2 separate regions of the Bos taurus genome follow, and region 1 is linked to region 2. Evidence: chromatin contacts called from public Hi-C data. All regions are on one chromosome and are shown on one strand. Each heading gives the region's core, a stretch centred on a gene start, on an enhancer-like site or on the middle of the called end of the contact. The rest is flanking DNA. Distances are from core to core; before and after follow the strand shown. Region 1 overlaps BACH2 (BTB domain and CNC homolog 2). Region 2 overlaps BACH2 (BTB domain and CNC homolog 2).

Evidence for each region. Hi-C and Micro-C count contacts between places; a contact is called where the count stands out from the background.
Region 1: a Hi-C map of skeletal muscle shows a contact between it and region 2, with 9 times the contacts expected there. The contact joins two enhancer-like sites. A contact is called at or near these places in 3 of 11 Hi-C or Micro-C datasets (blood, liver and skeletal muscle).

Annotation. Positions count from the first base shown.
Region 1 is chr9:60,329,154-60,333,141 of ARS-UCD2.0, reverse strand. It overlaps BACH2 (BTB domain and CNC homolog 2), which reads right to left. Exons shown (of 8, transcript XM_059889877.1): 7 at 1-176. Among named protein-coding and RNA genes, the nearest start is that of GJA10, 37 kb to the left of the region's middle. Within about 2 kb of position 2,156, at least 20 of the 102 cell types and tissues checked have an H3K27ac peak or open chromatin away from gene starts, as enhancers often do. A contact at or near this core is called in liver and skeletal muscle, where this site is marked.
Region 2 is chr9:59,963,017-59,966,864 of ARS-UCD2.0, reverse strand. The region is part of intron 1 of BACH2 (BTB domain and CNC homolog 2); the gene reads right to left. Among named protein-coding and RNA genes, the nearest start is that of BACH2, 13 kb to the right of the region's middle. Within about 2 kb of position 2,469, at least 71 of the 102 cell types and tissues checked have an H3K27ac peak or open chromatin away from gene starts, as enhancers often do. A contact at or near this core is called in liver and skeletal muscle, where this site is marked.

The DNA of each region.
Region 1 (3,988 bases), core at 907-3,406, 370 kb before region 2:
ATACAGTCCAGCTTCCTCTTGCGGCAGCGCTGGGCGGCGATACGGTTTTTGCTGCGCCGGCGGACATCGTGAATGAACTCTAACTGCTCCGATGTCAGCTTGTGCATCTTGATCATCATCTGGAAGTCATTCCTCGGAAGGTCTGTGATTTGATCGACAGGAAATGGAAGTTTGACCTGCAACCAAGAGTAACAGAACATGATTATGGCAGCTGGATTTTATAGTTTTCATTCTGGAGAGTGGAACATCAAAAAATGGTAAAATCTCCTTTTTAATGATGACCAAGTACTATGAAAACAACTGAAGCAAGCAGTGATGATTCTTTCCTGTTCCAAATATAAATAAGATGAAATATTCAGACAAACACAATGTGAACACACACATATTATGATGTGGTTATCATTCCTGAGCTCTTAGAAGCAAACAGCATGGAAACAATGGAAAATGTATACACTGTCATGGCCACAGCGCTTTCGTAAGCAGGGCTCTACAATTAGTTGAAACCAACTCCCATTGAGCCTCAACTCAGTGAAGTAACAATTTATAGACAGACATCATCTGAGGAATCATCTAAAACACTTGAATTAAGAGAGCCCTGTACACCTTGGAGATGCTGGAAAGATGAAACAGTCGGTGTGATTTGTAGTTGCAGCAGCGTAAGGGAGACAGATATAGGGAGAGACCCTGGCGAGGCTACATCATTGAGATCTAGGAGTTAGAACTGGCTTTTAGTCCTTCCTGCCAGACTTGAGACTTCAGGCTGGTCACCATACTTTTCTGAGCCCCCGTTTCCTCATCTGCAAAATGGGGCATGCCTTTTAGCTGCACAGTGCTATTATATACCCATGAGGCACTATGGATTTTTGGAAAATAAAAAGGCCCATGCTCTCACATTTTCTTTTACAATGTGATGCTGACCTTCCTCTGTCAAAAGGTGGGATGCATGTTCCTGCCTTTTGACCAAAACAATGAAATGGGAGTAGTCCATGTAACTTCTGAGGTGACATCATAAGACCTGTACAGTATCTTCTTAGGCCTCTTAGATCAGGGCCAACCTAGGCCATGGACCAGCACCTCCTGACAGACCAGCGGCAGCATTTGATCAGAAATAAAAGGCACAATAAATGCAATGCGCTTGAATCATCCAGAAACCATCTTCCCCACAATCAGTCTGTGGAAAAATTATCTTCCACAAAATCAGTCCCTGGTGCCAAAAAGGTTGGGGACCGCTATCTAAGACTGTGCTCTCTTTAGGACACATTGTGGAGAGGCCCAGGTAGAGAGGAACTGAGGTCTCCAGCCAACAGCCAGCATCACCTCATCAGTCCCATGAATGAGCCACCTTGGATGAGGATCCTCCAGGCCCAGGCAAACCTCCAGAGGTTGCCTCCTGCCAACATCTGACTTAAACCCCACGAGATATTCTGAGCCAGGCATGCTCAGATGGGCCACTTCTGAATTCCAGACCCACAGAAACAATGAGAAATGTTAAATGATTGTTTGAAGCTACAAAGTTTTGGGGTGATTTGTTGCATGGGTGCGTGCTAAGTCTCTTTAGCTGTGTCCGACTCTTTGACCCTATAGACCATAGACCACCAGGCTTCTCTGTCCACGGGATTCTCCTGGCAAGAATACTGGAGAGGGTTGCCAAGCTCTCCTCCAGGGGTTCTTCCCCACCCAGGGACAGAAGCTACATCTCTTACATCTCCTGCGTTGGCAGGGAGGTTCTTTACCACTATGCCACCTGGGAAGCCCTGGGATGATTTGTTATGCAGCAACAAATAATTGATGCAGATACTGTTTTCAGCAAGAGTCTCACTTTCAAATTCTTGTAAATCAAGGAAAAGGTGAGCATCCTCCAAAGAATCCTTCTTTAGCATTTAGCAGAGAACCAACGTTCTCTCGAGCTTCCTCTGCACCAAGATAGAGAACACAGACCTGCACCTTCCAGTAGTCTGCCACTGCCCCCTTCAGGACTCCCTATGAGGCAGAGACTTCAGGAGTCAGCTCTGGTCCCGTCCAGAAGCTTCTGGAAGTGGAAGGTTGAGTGTTGCTTGGCCAAGACACAGTGTTTCCCAGCTCAGGGGCTGAGCGCCTGCTTAACACGAGCATCTGCTTTGGGTACACCAGCAGATGGAGCTATAAACCTAAACTTCGTTCAGGCACTAGCCCAGCGCTGTCCAATGCAAACAACGTGAGCTGCCAGTGGGATTGTTACGCCTTCTAGTAGCCACGTTAAAGGAAGTGAAAAGAAACAGGTGACACTAATTTTAATAATAGACCAAATAGAACCTAATGTAGCTAAAATATTATCAACAGTAATCAGCATAAAATTAATAAGACATTTCACTTTTGGGGGGATACCACATTTTCAAAACCCGAGGTGCATTTTATACTTGGGTGTGCCTCACCATTCAGACTAGCCTCATTTCCAGTGCTCAGTAGCCACATGCGGCGTGTGCCTCCTGTACTGGGCAGCATAGCTTTAGCAGACAGAACAAGTAGACTCGAGTGAACTTGGATAACCAGAGGAACAGACAGGCCATTCTGGGTTTAACTGATCAAAATCCTTTTGGTGAAGAAATAGCCCTTAGTTAGTATTCAGAACCTACAGGGTTATGTCTGGGTCATTCAGGGGAGTGAGAGGAAGATCTTTAATCCTGAGCTCAGGCTTTTGCTTTGGTTGCATCAGAGGCAGGCAGCCCCTGAGTGAGTCTGGACCCTGGCATTTGTGGTTACTTAATCCCCTGGCACAAAGGCAATCCTAGTAAATGATCGTTTGCCTTCCTGCGTCTCGGTGCGACGGCTCAGTCAGGTTTCTTCATAGCTCTAAGCCTGTGAGACGTGGCATTTGCTGAAGGCTCCCGATGGGTGCTCTGATTGAACTTCCATAGGGCAACCTCTGTTCCATGACAGCTGTCCAATGCTGGCTCAGGAGGGCAGAAATCACCACAGTGCGCATAACAGCACAGTTGGCTCAGCCCTGCTCCAGCCGCTAATGACGGGCGGTCAGCACAAACAGCTCCTTGTTATGGGCCCGGCAAAGGGCTTTGTCCACAGGCCGTGTTTGCACAGGGCTTATTATGATACGAAAGAATGTTTGATTTCTCTTTTATATGCCTTGGATAACAAACAGACTCAGATCCTGGACAGTACCTACACAACACAGAGGTCTGTCTGTTGGGCACAGGGATGTCCCCACACCAGGCAGCAGGCGTGTTTTCACAGCAGGCATGACAATGCTTTGGGCCTCACGGCGTCTCCCCCTCTGCTGACAACAAAGCGATTCTGCTGATGCTCTACATTTTCAGACAGAATATATACCTATGGCTCAGGCCACAGGGAAAGTCACAAGGCCTTCTATACCAAGGGCTACTGTATTTAACATTCTCTAGACAGCCTGTATAAAAAATAAACCACTATGGTAACAGCACCGAGGTTGACAGGAAAGAGGAAAAATCAACAATGCTGGTTTCAGAGTCCTTGAAGCAAAAGGCCATATAACTTTTCAGCAGAGCTGTTGCAACTCAAGCTGCTTTGCAGAGGTTGAAGGAAAATTGTCCACTATAGACTCTTCCATGTGAAAAAAATCCCCCCAGCCCCAACTACTCTGGTCTCTTTCTAAAGTGTGCTGCGACCCCCTCAAGCAAGGGAGGGATTACCCCAACTACCAAAGGGAAGCCCCTGACGTCGTTCTTGGAAAGGTGTGGCAGAAACCTTACCACAGCTATTTGCCAATTTCAGGGTAGGAAGTTCTAAACTGATGGGCATCTTCCCTGGAGATAAATGTCAGCCACAGACCCACTGAGGAGCTGGGAAAACGTTCCTTTCCCAGGCTGGAAGGCACCCACCTATTCCTCAAATGGGCTCAAAAGTCAGCTAAAGTGACTTGGCCTTGGACACTGAGAAGGCTGAGGCCCTCCTGCCTTTCTTTCGGCAAACTTTTCCAACTCAAATAGACCCAGTAGGGCTTCACATCTTATTTACT
Region 2 (3,848 bases), core at 1,220-3,719:
AACGGAGTTCCCTGCAAAGAGCAAGCCCCTTGACAAGTAATTCTCTATTTGCACAGTAAGTGAATTTAGGACAAATTAAGAGAACTTCAGAGCCAACAGATATAACACATACGTTAGGAAACTGTACAAAATAAAAACATAAGTTAGTTAGAGAGATATCTAACAAAAGTTGAGTGAGAAGAAAACACTGATGAAATATATATCTGAAATCGTAGCCTGGGAACAGATTGTAAGGAGCTTTAAAGGCTCTTCTGAGGACTCTGAGTGTTTTCTATGGACAGTGAGAAGCCACAGGTGATTCTTAAGAGACAGTAAGTTCATTTATTCAACAAATACATGCTTAATGAGCAGCCCTGTAGTGTCACTTTTCCAGGCCCCTGGACTTACAGTGACCAAAGGAGGCAAAGACCCCAAAGTCTGGAGCTGATTTCATAATGAGGGAGACAGATGGACAAGCAACCTCATATACAAGAGCGCAGAGGGTGATAAGAGCCTCAGAGAAAAGGAAGGAGAAGAGTGGGTGCCTGGAAAAGAGGGTGGTCCCCCGACTCCACAGGGTCAGGGAAGGTCTCTCTGGTGGGGCAAGAGACAGCTTAAGGTCGCAGAGGGAGCCTGGGTATCCCCGGGATCTCCTGCCAGTTCCCCTGGACCAGGCTCTGTGGGCATTTTAACAGCCAGAGGCAAGCCAATGATCCCCATTCTCTTTCACACCCTGAGTTCTGAGCCTCCTCCTCCCCTTAGTACTCCCCAACCACCCACCCCCTCCAGAGGCCCTTCTCACCCCATCAGGATTCTCCAACTCAAGACCGGTGGAAAAATCATCCCAACACCTTGTTCTCTTTGGCTGATGTGCCCAAGCTCAGGCCTACCTCCTCCTGAACACTTTGCCAGCAAAGGTCCGCCCAGTCAAAGCTATGGTTTTTCCAGTAGTCATGTATGGATGTGACAGTTGGACCATAAAGAAGGCTGAGGGCTGAAGAATTGATGCTTTCAAACTGTGGTGTTGGAGAAGACTCTTGAAGAGTCCCTTGGACTGCAGGGAGATCACACCAGTCAATCCTAAAGGAAATCAACCCTGAATAGTCACTGGAAGGACTGATGCAGAAGCTGAAGCTCCGATACTTTGGCCATCTGATGTGAAGATCTGACTCCCTGAAAAAGCCCCTGATGCTGGGAAAGACTGAGGGCAGGAGAAGCGGGTGGAGGAAGCCTGGCATGCTGCAGTCCACAGGGGTCACAGTGTCGGACACCTCTTAGGGACTAAACAACAACCTACTCCCTGGATTCTGAAGCCAGAGCCTCCCTTGGGTTTTTTCCTGGAGCCTCAGAATCCAGCCTCCTTCCCAGGATGTATTCTTAGACACAGGCGGGAAGCCAGTGTATGCTCCCCTTCCAATTCCCTTCTTGTCTGAATGACCCCTTCCAGAAACCAGCTCTGGGAAGAGATAGCAACAGAAGCACCCAGAGCCACTGTGGGGTCTCCACAAGCAAGAGACCAGGGTCAGGGAGGGGGCTGTGTTGGTGCACATGTGTCCACATATGTACACAGAGTGTGTGCATATGTGCACACATGCCTGGGTCTGTCTAGGAATGATGTGAGAAAGGGTGTATGCATGCAGGCAGGAGCAGAAAGAATCTACAAGAATAAAGGAGAAGAGGTGCGTGTTCACATAGAGAAAGAAATGTAAAGACTTGGCAAGAGGGAGGAAGAACAAGAGGCAAAGAAAGGAAATGCTAGCGGGGAGCAAAACACCAGGGTAAAGACAGTAAAGGGAGGCATAAGTATTAAAACTAAAAAATGCTGAGAAGATGGCATGGAAAAATAAGAGCCATCCAGGACGAACTGTGAGAGAGGCAAGACTGACACAAAATTTCAACTAGTAACATTCTCATTTTGTGCTTCTCTTTAAAGCCTTTAGTATTTCCCAGATCAAGGCTAACATAGCAGGTAAGGCACAAAGGCCACTGGCTGTAGTAACTAGGAAACCAGTGATGCAACATTTCTAAAGATGAAGTGTTCAGAAAGAAAAAAAGCTGTATAAAGGTAAATGTAGGTGCTGATTTCATAGTCTAGAAATTCAGTTGCTTTCACTACAGAATGCGAAAAGGAGAGGCCCTGGGGTAAGACCTCTGTGGTCTTACCGAGCTAAGATAGAGATCTCTGATGGTCTGGCCAAAATGCAGGCAAAACAAACCAAAACTGAACAGCAAAATAAGAAAGCGCCCACAAATAGATGCAAGCAGAGAGGCTGCAACTCACAAATGCACACCTAACCTCCCTGTGATGTTCAGGGTCTGCGGGTCTCAGCCCTTCAGCCCTGGAGACGGGGCAGCACCGTCCTTCCTGTCGTAACTGCTCCTTCTCACTCGGCCGTTTCCTCTGACTCGCATTTTCTGTTACCCTTCCTCTTGGATTCCTCTGACAATGACTCACAGGGCAATCAGCCAGTCAGCGGTCCCACAACCCTCCACAACAGACTCTGTGGAGAAGGCTGGCAGCTTGGTGGACCAGAGTCCGGACCGGTTTTTTCCTTTCTCTGTTCAGGGAGGATTTGCTTTTCAGCCACATTTCCCTCAAAACACAGCCCTGGGAGATGCTTACTGCACAGATTTCTAAACGATGAAATGATCTGAGTTTGGCGACGTGGTCATAACGAAACTAAAAACAGTAAGATGAAAAAACAATAGTGTGATCATCACACCTACAAAAAACAACTTTAAATTTGGGTGAAATCAAGAGATCAGAAAAAAAAAAAAGCTCAAACTAATATTTTCCAACCTTTCACTAACAGCTAGGGCTAAAAACCACATGTTTTGAAGGTCTTGCACTGTGTTATTATTAGAAGTCACAATTCTATTGATACTGATGAGTCATTTGTATCGGCGGAAACCAAGAACTTCCATCAACATCATGTTACACATAGTCACTGTGGCTTGGCTTTTTCTTTATTACTGGTCAAAGCTGCTTCAGAATGCTTATTGAAGCTAAAAAAAAAAATGGAGGCAAACTCCACAACCATGTGTAAAGCTTTCCTTTCTCTAACTGATCTCACTTTAATCATCTTTCTCAAGATAAGTTTAGGATGCTCTGATCAACTTGTATCTGCAAAAGGAAGTTTATTTATAAACCTCAAAAAAAGTAACATTTTCACTTTCCGATGAAAATAAGCAGAACTGAACTCCAAAAACAAACAGCGAAACCATTTCTGAAAACACATGCCAGGTTTAAAATGACCCGAGGTCAGGTTTGAGTTTTTTTTTTTTTTTTTTAACCTTAATAACATGCAACAGATACAAACAAAATCTGTCATTACTTAAGGACTTGAACCACATAAAACCAAGTGGGGCTAGCTGCTGAACACCTCCTGCCCACTGCCCCAGTCCCGGCACACACACTTCACTGACACGGGGAGAAGTGGGTCAGGTCTGGGTTACACCAGGAAAACCTCAGTTAACTGTTCAGAAGAGTTCCCTCTGGTGCTAAGGAGGAAGTAACAGCAGAGCCCCTTTCTCTTACTCTCATCCCCACTCCCCTCTCCCTATAAGGAGCACCAAAAAATTAAAAGGAAGGAAAAATCGATTTTCTTTGGGGGCTTCCCAGAAATACTGTGATGCTCACACAGTCACCAAGTTAGAAATATGCCCAATTTTCTACCCCGGGGAAACAAAAGCTGTGTCTGGTTGCTGGAGGGAGAAGGGAACCCAGCTCAGCAGCGACCACAGATCTGAAAATAGTCTCCCCGCAGCGAAATGGTCGAGGTGCTCTCCACGGCGGCGCTGGTGCTGTGGGCCGATCGCAGTGGGGCCAGCTGAGGGCTGTAACAGCTGCATGAGTCAGCACGCGCGGC